Regions from separate parts of the Oryctolagus cuniculus genome. Here region 1 is linked to region 2. Evidence: chromatin contacts called from public Micro-C data. All regions are on one chromosome and are shown on one strand. The core of a region is the stretch at or near the end of the contact, and the rest is flanking DNA. Distances in the headings are between cores, read along the strand shown.

What was found. A called contact is a pair of places that touch in the nucleus more often than the background predicts.
Region 1: a contact with region 2 is called in a Micro-C map of ear pinna, with 4 times the contacts expected there. The contact joins the enhancer-like site here to the promoter of KLF13 in region 2. A contact is called at or near these places in 2 of 6 Hi-C or Micro-C datasets (ear pinna and an unstated tissue).

What each region holds. Positions count from the first base shown.
Region 1 is chr12:12,456,099-12,461,211 of mOryCun1.1, forward strand. OTUD7A (OTU deubiquitinase 7A) reads right to left here. Exons shown (of 10, transcript XM_070053542.1): 8 at 2,310-2,424; 9 at 2,122-2,206; 10 at 1-431. Among named protein-coding and RNA genes, the nearest start is that of KLF13, 130 kb to the left of the region's middle. Within about 2 kb of position 1,458, at least 2 of the 8 cell types and tissues checked have an H3K27ac peak or open chromatin away from gene starts, as enhancers often do. A contact at or near this core is called in ear pinna, where this site is marked.
Region 2 is chr12:12,330,238-12,335,452 of mOryCun1.1, forward strand. It overlaps KLF13 (KLF transcription factor 13), which reads left to right and starts at 1,654. Exons shown (of 2, transcript XM_051822252.2): 1 at 1,654-2,697. The coding sequence starts at 2,151.

The DNA of each region.
Region 1 (5,113 bases), core at 208-2,707, 130 kb after region 2:
CTGTCGGTGGGCGACGGCGTGGTCTTCTCGGACGGCGACGTGCTGGCCGACGCGCCCGACTCCTCCTTGCTGCCCTTGCGCGCCTTGGCCTTCTTCTCCTTGGCGCGCTCGGGCGCGTCGCCGTGCTTGCCGTTGGCCGAGCCGGCGCGGCCCATCTTGCCGTGCACCAGGCCGCCCAGGCCGCCCATGTTCTTCTTGAGTTTGCTGCCCAGCGTCTTGCTGAAGCTGCCCAGCTTGTTGGCCACGGAGTCCGCGCGCGTCTTGTCCTTGTCCTTGCGCTGCTTCTCCTTGTCCTTGTCCTTACCGTTCTTGCCGTTATTGCTGTTGGAGCTGCTGCACACCGAGTCGCGGTCCGAGTCCAGCGAGTCGGCCAGGGACTGCACATCCTCGCCCGCCGAGGCCGTCGGGGACTCTGGCTGCGCCAGGGGCGCCTGCGGGCAGAGAAGGCGAGTTAGGGTTAGGACGGCTGGCCTGCCCTGTGCTATGTGAGGCTGACGCGAGGCCCCTGGTATACGGGGTGCTTATGGGGAGTGGGGGGGCTGCCCTGCAGGTGTAATGGACAGACAGGTTTGCCGGCGTTTGCAGAAGGCTCTGGGAACCGCCCCACCTGCGCGTGCCATCTGGCCATGTGGCCGGGGCTCACTGCCTCTCCTGGAACGCTGAGTCGGGACTGCGGGTAGGGTAAGATAAGGCCCCTGGCTTTGAGCCTCACAACCTGGCACACTGGAGAATTCCCGCGCCTGGCCACAATGCCTGCTTGACCACACGGAAGCCTCCCCCTCCCCTTGCTGGCCTCTGTTTATAAAGTTCAAGGCCTCCAGGTGGGGATGGCGTCTCACCTGCACAAAAGGTTTCTCCTACAAAGATGGTCTCCCTCCCGCCGGGCAGGAGGATATAGAACTCTGGCCCTCAGAACCCCATTTCTTGGATCACACACCACTGGGATTCAGCCATGGCAAGTTGTTTTAGGGGTTCCTTTCTGAGTGTGGCCATGTGAGGTGGCAGTTGGAGAAGGACTCTGGGGTAGGTCTGGGTAGAAAAGATGCTGCCATTGTCAGACTTGGCCTCCTGTGGGGGTGGACACTGGGGGTGAGACCCCCTGACCCTGCTCAGGCAGCCAGGAGGGCATGGCCGGAGGGAAGGGGCCGGGGGCCAGACCAGGATCTGAGGGTTTGTGGAGGGTGCAGGTAGCACCTACTGCTGCTCCGTGGAGAGACCATCCCAGGGGAGCAGAGGATTTGAACTAGCATCACTGGGTGATGGGTGCCGTGGCAAAGGGTCCTGTCTGAGCTGGCTCTCTAGGGCTGCTGAAGAGGAGCCTGGGAGAAGGCTCATTGCCTCCCACCCTCAAGCAGGTGCAAGAGAGGGTTGACTCTTGGAGCTGAGTCACCCAGAAGGCAGGGTGCGTGGGACCGCCTAGGCCTCATCACCATCTGTGGGCGGTGATCCCATCTGTGGGTGGGTGACTGGCTCGTGCCCTCTGTTAAATGGGGCGGCGGCGGCAGCCTGCGGCAGCCCTGTGAACAGTGCAGGTAGAGCGGAAGTGGAGCCTGCTCTGAGCACCACCCAGCAGCACCCAGGTGCTGGCTCCGTGCCAGGTACTTGCAAGGCCTCCTTAGGAGCCCCAGTTCACGCCCAAGTACACTGGTGTCTGGGCAGGGCCAGTTATTTGCAAGCTGTTTTTACAAATCCCTTGCCCTGGGAGTGGACCACTGAGATTACACAAACATCGGTCAGCCTCTTGGAGCCCTGGCAGCCCCTTCTGCCGTCCCCCAACCCAGCCAGCTCTGCCTCCCAGCGCGCTGCTCGGCTTTTCCAAGGACCCACACACAGCTGGTAATTAATCTGCTCTGCGGCTGCACGTTGTGTTCTGATCCCAGCAGAGATAGCTTTGTGTTGTGACTTGCCTACGGTTTGTTTTCTGAGTGGGCGTGTTTATGCCTCTCCTGCAGAAAATAAGGGGACACGTGCACACGTGTGCGCGCACACACACACACACACACACACCCCTCCCTGAGATGCATGCTCTGCCCGCATGCATTCGCGCTCCAGGCTGGGCACGGGGGTGGGGACTGCCGGGCTGCAGGCGCCCCTGGAGGCGAGCGGCCTGGCAGGGCTCACCCGGGTCTCAGAGGGGATCCGGATCCACGTCACATTCATGTAGCTGTGCAGGAGGCTCAGCTTGGCTTCTAGAGACAGGATGAGGCTGGTGAGAGAACACATACCCAGTGAGCGGGCTGCCCATGCGCTTGCCGTCTGTCCCCGGGGGAGCCCAGCCCATGGGGTGAGGAGGGGGGGCGGGGTCTTACTGGGCCAGCCGGGCGTTGTCCTTGTCGTCTTTCCCCCACTCCCAGTCCTTCCCCGGGTCCACTGCGAAGTGCAGCGGCAGCAGCTTGTGCTCGGAATCCGTCAGGGGGATCACGGCTGCAACAGAGGAGATGGGGTGCCAGGCAGCTCCTAGGCCCAGGCCCGGGAGCCCTGGCACTCCCCAGGGAGGACCAGGGGGTCTCCGTGCTGAGTCAACCCCATGGACGCCTACAGGCGCATCGGTGCCACAGGAAGAGTAGAAGCAGCAGCGGCCCCCCCAGAAGCTCTGCGGTTTTTTGCAGGTGTTGAGGGGCGGCTGGAGGCAGCCCATGGCAGGTCCCCACTGGGCACTGGGATGGGAAGACGCTATTGCTGCTCCTGGGGTTGCTGAGGAAGGACCCTGTAGGCTGAGACATGTGGGGCGTGGCCTCCTTGCAGATGGCCTGGGGCTGGGCCCATCTGCTGACCTCTACTGGTTCATGACTTGGGGACACATGTCTGTGTCAGTGCCTGGGACCCATGGAGCAGCCCAGCCTCTTCCCGGGGTGGGGAGGGGAGCTCATCTGGGCTGGGTCCACTTAAGCAGGTGGGAAAGCCCCGGTGTCAGGGAGAGGTGAGCCCGGGGAGGAGGAGAGGCGAAGGGCAGGTAGGAGGTCTTCCTGGAGGTGCAGGGGAGTATGGAGAGGGGGCTAGGGCTCCACCTGGGCGCAGCCACCTCCTGCAGGGGTGTTCTCCAGGATGAGCGGCGGGAAGGGGCGGGAGACGGCACCCCGTGGACCCTGTGAGTGCACCACAGCCTTCTCCAGCCGCTCCGCACCGCATGGAGGCCTGAACGCCAGGGGCGCTGACCAGACCCGACCCGGCGCTGCCCTCGAGTACTGCCAGAGAGAAAACGCGAGCCTAGTGGCCCCCCGCTTCGCGGCTCAGCCAGGGCGAGCAGGCGCTCCCACTGGGGGCGAGCTCCGCCCACCGCAGTCACAGGGCTCGCTCAGAGGCAGGGCCTCGGCCACGTCCTGGCCAACAGCGAGGAGAAGCCCGGCTCCCCACCCCCCAGCACCGACCTCTGGCCTTGTGAAAGTAGCGGAGGTCCAGGTGCCCACGCACAGACGAGCCAAACTAGGACGTCCAGGACAAGGACCCCCCCCCCCCCCAATCCCCGCCACGGTTCTTAAAAATCAGGCAAACTTGGAAAAGACTGTCCTAGAACAATCTTTTAGCGGTTGCTGCAGGTGCCCTGGGGCTCTGTGGTTCGGGCTGTCCAGGCCGGGCCCAGGGTAGAGCTGCTACGTGCGGGAGGGGGCAGGCGCCCCCGGGCAGAGGCGATGCTGGGGGATGCGGTTAGCAGCAGGGCGCCCTCTGCCCCCTCCTTCGCCTTGGAGGGCGGTGGCGCTCCCTGGGAGAAGAGCCGCCTGCCAATCAGCACCCCGTTCCAGATGATTTGCGTGGGAACTCAGCTTGTGTGTGAAGCGCTGCGATTTGGGCTTATTTGTTTCGGAGAAACCACTGAAACCTGCACAGCTTCACACCCACCCCAGTCACTCTCCTCTTTCTCCCACAGGGCTCCTGGGAATTCTGGTCCCCACCTGCTGGGCTGGAACTGCTGCCTTCTGCCCCCTGCTGGTGGGTGGTTGGAAAACACCTGGTAGTACCCGAGCCGCGCGCCTGAAATGACCCAGCGGGTAAAGGCAGGTGCCGGCGCTCTGGGGACCCGCCTCCACAGAGGGCTGGGGCCGCAGGGCCCGGAGTGTCCTCGGAGGCCTCGGTCTCTTTCAACGTACACATTGACCTTTCTGTTGGAAACTCTTTCTGCAGAGGCGTAGCCACGCGGCGGGCTGCCCCCTGGTGGCGGATGTCCGCAATAGCAGGTGCATTTCAAAATCAGCTTGGAGAGGGTTTTAAAATTTGTTTTGTTTTTGACAGGACTCTCTTCCGTCTCTTAGCCTGGAAACACGGAGACATCCCCTCAGACCAGGCTGGACATTTTAGATACTTGTTTTCCAAAAAAGAATGGAGACATCTGATTTCTGTTTGGGAGAGTATTGTGTATTCCAACAACAGCAAGTCAGAGGAAGCACAAACACACAGCCTGTCTCTAGGCACAGACAGCTGAAGTCGCAGGGGGACCAGCTAAGCCCCAGATCTAAGGAAGAACCGGTGCCCCGGAGAGGTGGCTGTGAGCTCAGGCGGGGACTCAGCTGGACCCCAGTAGGAAGAATTCAACTAAAGTTGTTAAATTGCTAGGAGTGTACTGGTGAAATAACACGGAACCCTGAGGGGTGAGGATACAAAGCAAACTTGTGTGCACCTGCAGGCTCCTCACCACAGGACCCATTCTCGCGCTCACAAAAGACTGGCAAGAATTCCGAGAAGGCTCCTCCACAGATTTTTCTGTCCTATCTCTGCTGGGGGTGGGGGTGGGGGCCAGGGCAATGTCTGTCATTCTAATGAGTGTCTGTCTCAGGCAGGCGCGGAGTCCTGGACTGTGGGAGGAAGGGGAGCTCCCCTAGCTGTCCTGATTCAAACCTGGACACGAAGACTCGCGGAAGGAAAGGCGATTCACTCAGCCTTTCTCGTCCTGCTGAAGACGTTCGGCTTCCAACAAGACAAAACAGTGAGGCTTACGAAGACACGGAAAGGCCAGCACATGTACGAGAGACCATATGACACAGGTGTTGAGGCCGTCGGATGGGGAATCTAGCACACCTGACTGGCGTGTTACCGAGGCTGACAGGGAAGGTGATGCCTCACAGGATCTGATGTTTGATTTCAGCAGAGAGAACAGATCTGTAAGGGAATCGAGGGGAAA
Region 2 (5,215 bases), core at 404-2,903:
GTTCTTGCCTGCTTTCCCTACTCTTTAATTCCATTTCCTCCATCTGAAATGAGATACTACTCGCACCCTAATATACACGAGTCACCTCTGTTAAATTTCGCCTAAGTGAGAAACATATACACCCACAGCCATGGTGAGATCTCGGGGCAAGAGAACTCGAGAAGATACCTCCTTGTGGGTTTGGGACACAGGTTGCTGGTCTGATGCCCCAGTCAGCAAATTCCATGAGAATTATCAAATGCTCAATGAGGGGGGATTATTGGGAAAACAGCCAAGAGGCTGTGTTTTGTATCTAAGCGTGCCACGCCGCACAGCCGAAACCATCTGGGAGGCCACACTCATGGAGAACCCTTGCATGGGGCGTGGCAATGGGGAGACCCCTGCCCCCGCGCGTCTGCTTTAATCTGGCCCTACCAGCCTGAACAATGCACTCTCTTGGGAGACCCGCTCTCGCGTGTGCCGGCTGCAGCGGGCAGGAGAGGATGAGGGGCCGTAACAGCACAGGGCAGCGACCCGGTGCGGCCGAGGGAATTTGAGGGTTCCGGTCACAGATCGCCAAGGCGCGCATTAGTCGGCGCAAGTTCACAGTTGACGGCATCATGCATCGCTGAATGGCTGCCTTCCTCCTCAGCTACCTGGAGAGCTTAGTCTTTCCTACTCGGGACTCTAATTAACTCGGAGGGAGCTCGGACTCGACCGTCGCTTTGGGGACAGGACGAGTGCGCCCCTGCCCACTGCCTCGCATGGCCCCGTCCCCCAGGGCTCCAGGAAGGACTCGCCAAAAAGTGCCACACGCGCAAGGAGCCCGGGCTGCTCCGGAGCGCACGGGGAGGCAGGCACAAGCGGCTCCGAGGCGGTGGGAACCGGGTTCTCTCCGGTGAAGGCGAGCGGGGGGCGCCGGCGAGCGTCAGGGGCGAGTCGGCCCGGCCCTGCCCAGCCCGGGAGGCCGCGGGCGGGGCGCTGCCCAGCGAGGCCCAGACAGTGGGCGGGTGCGGTGCGGCGCGGCGGGCGGGGTCCTCGCAGCTGGTGGCGTCTGAAGCCGCCCCGACCGCGGCGGGAAGGGGCAGCCCAGGGAAGTTGGCAGCGGGCCGGGGGCGGGGGCGGGGGCGGGGGCGGGGAGGAGAGGGCTCCGCGGTCCCCGCCGCCCCGGCACGCCGTCCACTCCCGCAGGCCCAGGGTCGCCCCGAAGCCGGGGCTCAGCTGGGAGAGGGCGTGGAGGGGCGAGCGGAGTTCGCGCCGCTGCCAGAGGCGAGCCGCCCCCTCGCCGGCGGGGCTGGACAGACAAAAGGGCGCCCTTCAGAGCGCTAGCCAGCCACGCGGGGCTCAAGCGAGGCTGTCGACGCACAAAAGCTCAGGCTGGGACGCGCCTGCCGGAGTCCCCGAGCCGGGGAGCGGCCCCGAGCGGGTGCACCCGGCCCGCCGCCCTGGGACGTCGTGCGTCAGCGCGCCCCGCGCCGGCTCGCCGCCGCCCCCGTTCCAACGAGGGGGCACGCCCACTGGGGGCGCGCAGGCCCCGCGGCGGGGGACGCCCCTCCGGCGGCCCGGATTGGCCGGGCCGAGTGCGCACGGGCCAATGGCACTCGCGCCTGCCCCCAGGCCACGCCCCTTCCCAGGGGCGGGCGCGCGACCGCTCCGTGCGGCCGGTGCGCGCTCCGGGATCCCCGCCCCCTCCGCGCGCTGCTCCCCGCGGCCGCCGCCGCCCGTAACCTGCGCCGCCAGGATGTGGCTGGGGGCTGACGTCGGGTCCAGATGTGGCCCCGGCCCCGCCCACCCTCGGGGCCGGGCCGCCCACACCGAGCCGCGGCGCGCACGGCGGCTGTCCCGCCTGCCACAATGCGCGGCGAGGCTGCGGCCGCGGCTTGACGCGGGCGTCCCTGACGTCGCCGCTCGGCATCCTTAGGACAGGCCGCCCCCGAGGCCGCGCGGAGCCCCCTGGCCCGCGCCCCCCCATGCGCTCACGCCTCGGTGGCCGGCCGGGCGGACGCGGAGCCGCGCGGGTGACGGCAGACAGAGGCGGCTGCGCGCCCAGCCTAGCCCAGCCCAGCCGAGGAGAGGGCGCGCCGCGCCCCCGCCCCCCGCCCGCTCTCCGGAGGCCGTGGGTGCGGATGCGCGGCTGACGACTCGCAGCGACCAGCACTGGAGCCCGCAGCATGGCAGCCGCCGCTTATGTGGACCACTTCGCCGCCGAGTGCCTCGTGTCCATGTCCAGCCGCGCGGTCGTGCACGGGCCGCGGGAGGCGCCGGAGCCCCGGCCCGAGGGTGCGGCCGCCGCCGCCGCCGCCGCCGCCCCCGCGATGCCCCGCGCCGACGAGCGCCGCGACGGCAAGGACAGCGCCTCGCTGTTCGTGGTGGCGCGGATCCTAGCGGACCTCAACCAGCAGGCGCCGGCACCCGCCGCGGCGGAGCGCAGAGAGGGGGCCGCGGCCCGAAAGGCGAGGACCCCGTGCCGCCTGCCGCCCGCCTCCCCCGGCGGCGAGGGCGCCGCGGCCGCGCCCCCCAGCCCCGCGTGGAGCGAGCCCGAGCGGGAGCCGGCGCCCGCGGGGAGCGGCGAGCCCGGCCTCAGACAAAGGGGCCGGCGGGGCCGGAGCCGCGCCGACCTCGAGTCCCCGCAGAGGAAGCACAAGTGCCACTACGCGGGCTGCGAGAAAGTTTACGGGAAATCCTCGCACCTCAAGGCGCACCTGAGAACTCACACAGGTCAGTGGGCGGCCCGGGCCCCCCGAGCGCGCGGGCTGGGGGCCACGCCCCCCGGGGCGGCCAGGGCCGCGCCCCGAGCTCGCGCGGCGCGAGGCGGCCCCGGGCCCTCGGAGCCGGCGCCCGCCCGGCGACCGCGCCCCCGCCGGGCACGCCCCCTCCCCGGGCGCGCTGGGGCGGGGCCGCGGGGGTGGATGTCGTCATCCGGGCCGGAGCGGGGACCCCGCCCAGGCCGGGGGGCGGCGCGGGCAGGTGCGCGCGCGCCGCTCGCGGCGGGGGCGGCCCGGGCGCGGGGCTGGGGGCTCCCAGCGGGTGTCCGGCCGGCCGGGCGCGCTCTCGGGGTGTGGGGGGGGGGAGGTGCGCGGCGGGCGAAGTTCACTCCGGGACAGGGCTCTCTTCGGCCACTCGGCACATTCTTCGCTCTCCTCTTCCTGTAATTTTTCCAGCGCTCTAAGGTTTAATTTGTCGTAACCGGAGCCGGCGGCCGCACTAGCCGACGCGGGGGGCGGTCCCGGGTCCCTGCTCCCCGCCCGCGGTTCTTTGTGGGCGCCCCCGCCCATCCGGCCGGCGGGGCCGCGCCCGGCCCGAGGGGCTGCGGGGCGGGCGGCCCCCGCTCTCACCTGCCCGAGGCCGGATGCGGGCAGGCAGCACCTGCGCGAGGGTGGCCCGCGACGGCACGTCCCGTCGCCGACCCGGTGGTTTGTAGTTGATTAATCTCTGGGTGTGTTTTTTCTATTTTCTTTGAATTTAACGCAAAAATGCAAACGTTGGACGGATGGCAACTACCCATCCCGGTTCTGGTTTACATAATTAACGTGGTTCCCTAGAGCTCACGTGCGATCCTTGGCGACACTTAAGTTCTCCATCTCCCTGGCAGGTACAAAACTTGGCTTTTCATGCCGTGACTTTGTTTTCAAGGGCTGTGCCTTTTCCTCCGTGAAATAGTGCACAGCCCGATCGAAACGGGTAAAGTGCACCTTCCAAACCCTAGCAGAGAGGGCCCCTTGCTCCCCGCACATTCGGAGCCCAGCAGGCCGGGCTCTGCAGGTGCGGAGCCCCCAGCCACGTGGCAGGTGCGGAGGTTGAGGGGGACGCGGGTCAGAGTTACCGCAGCGTGGGCCCAGTTGCCGGTGGGATTAGGGTAAGGGTTCAGCTGGGGTGAGCGGCGGCGAGGGTGGGTGCGGCTGTGGGGGAGGGGCGGCATGGAGGACCCGGGAGGGGCAGAGCTTGGGGAGTGGCTGCGGGGCGAGGTCTGCCTGTGGCCGGCGAGGCTCGAACTGGGCGGGGACGCCGGTGTCTGAGGAGCCCCGCCGCTGCAGGCCGCCCTCCGGCCGGACCGGAGTATCGGCCCGAGAACCGCCGTGGGCGGGGCCTCGGCCAGGGGACATCTTTCTGGTCGGCTGGCGCACTCCTCCACTCTCAGTCGGCCCATGGGTTGGAGAAAGAGCCCGGGGCGGCGGGGACCGCGGCCTCCCTCGTGGGGTGAGGGCCCTGCCCTCGAAGCTCCTAGGAGCCCAAGACAGGCTGCGGCGGGTGGAACCGACCCCCTGGGTGCTTGCGGAGAGCCGCTGGGACGTCTGAGACGTCCAGGGACCTGAAGCTCAGGGTTCTGGGCGAGGAGTGGCTGGCGGGGCAGAATGCAGTCTCCCAGGCCCCAGGTGCCAGCCTATACATCGAGTATCCTGCAGCTTGGATCCGCGGTTTAGCTGGTGCCCTAGGTGAATCCGGCTGTGAGAGCTGCACGTCCCAAGAAGCTGCCTCTGGCCGGAGTCTGGTTCAGCCCTGATTCAGGGCAGTTTGGGAAGCCCTATTCCTGCCCTTGCTCAGGTATGCAGAGTATAAGTGACTGGTGTTGGTAGGGAGAGAAGGGGCACCCACGGGAGGAGGAAGCAGCCAGGCTGGCCCCTGAGGCCAGGCTCCTGTGGCTCCCTGGCTCTCAGGTGGCTGTCAGGTCTTAGGTCTGCAGCAGGTGGGGGATCCCCCTCCCCCTCCAGGCACCATTGTGATTTCTTTGCAGGGGGTGAATACCAAAGCCATCTTAGCAGGGAAGGTGGCTGGCAGGTCTGTGCTGTTTAGCTCTGTGACCCGGGAGGGGGCTCCCCGACATCCTGCAGCTTGGTGGTCGCTGCCCAGACCACCTGGACAGTCTGGAGGAAATGAGGTCACGTGTGTGTATACACGTGCTGCCAAAGCGAGCACGAGGTCATGTATGTGAAAACCCTTTGGGAAGTACAGGGTTCGGCCTTGCTTCTGGGGACACCTGGTGTCTTTCTGCCCCAGCTCTGTTCTCCCCCTCCCCCACCACACCCCAGCAGCTGCTTACAAAGAGCTGTCTGCTGGTTGGCTGTGTGGCCCTGGGTTCTGTGATCTCTCTTAGTAGTTACTTGGTGGATAGGTTACCTCTCATGTAGCAGTAATTGTTGATGTAACAAGTGCTCGGCAAGACAAACCAAAGAAGCAAGCATGCTTGCCGCTCAGGCCAGGTGGTTACTCAGACCTGGGGAGGTTGCTGAGGGGAGTA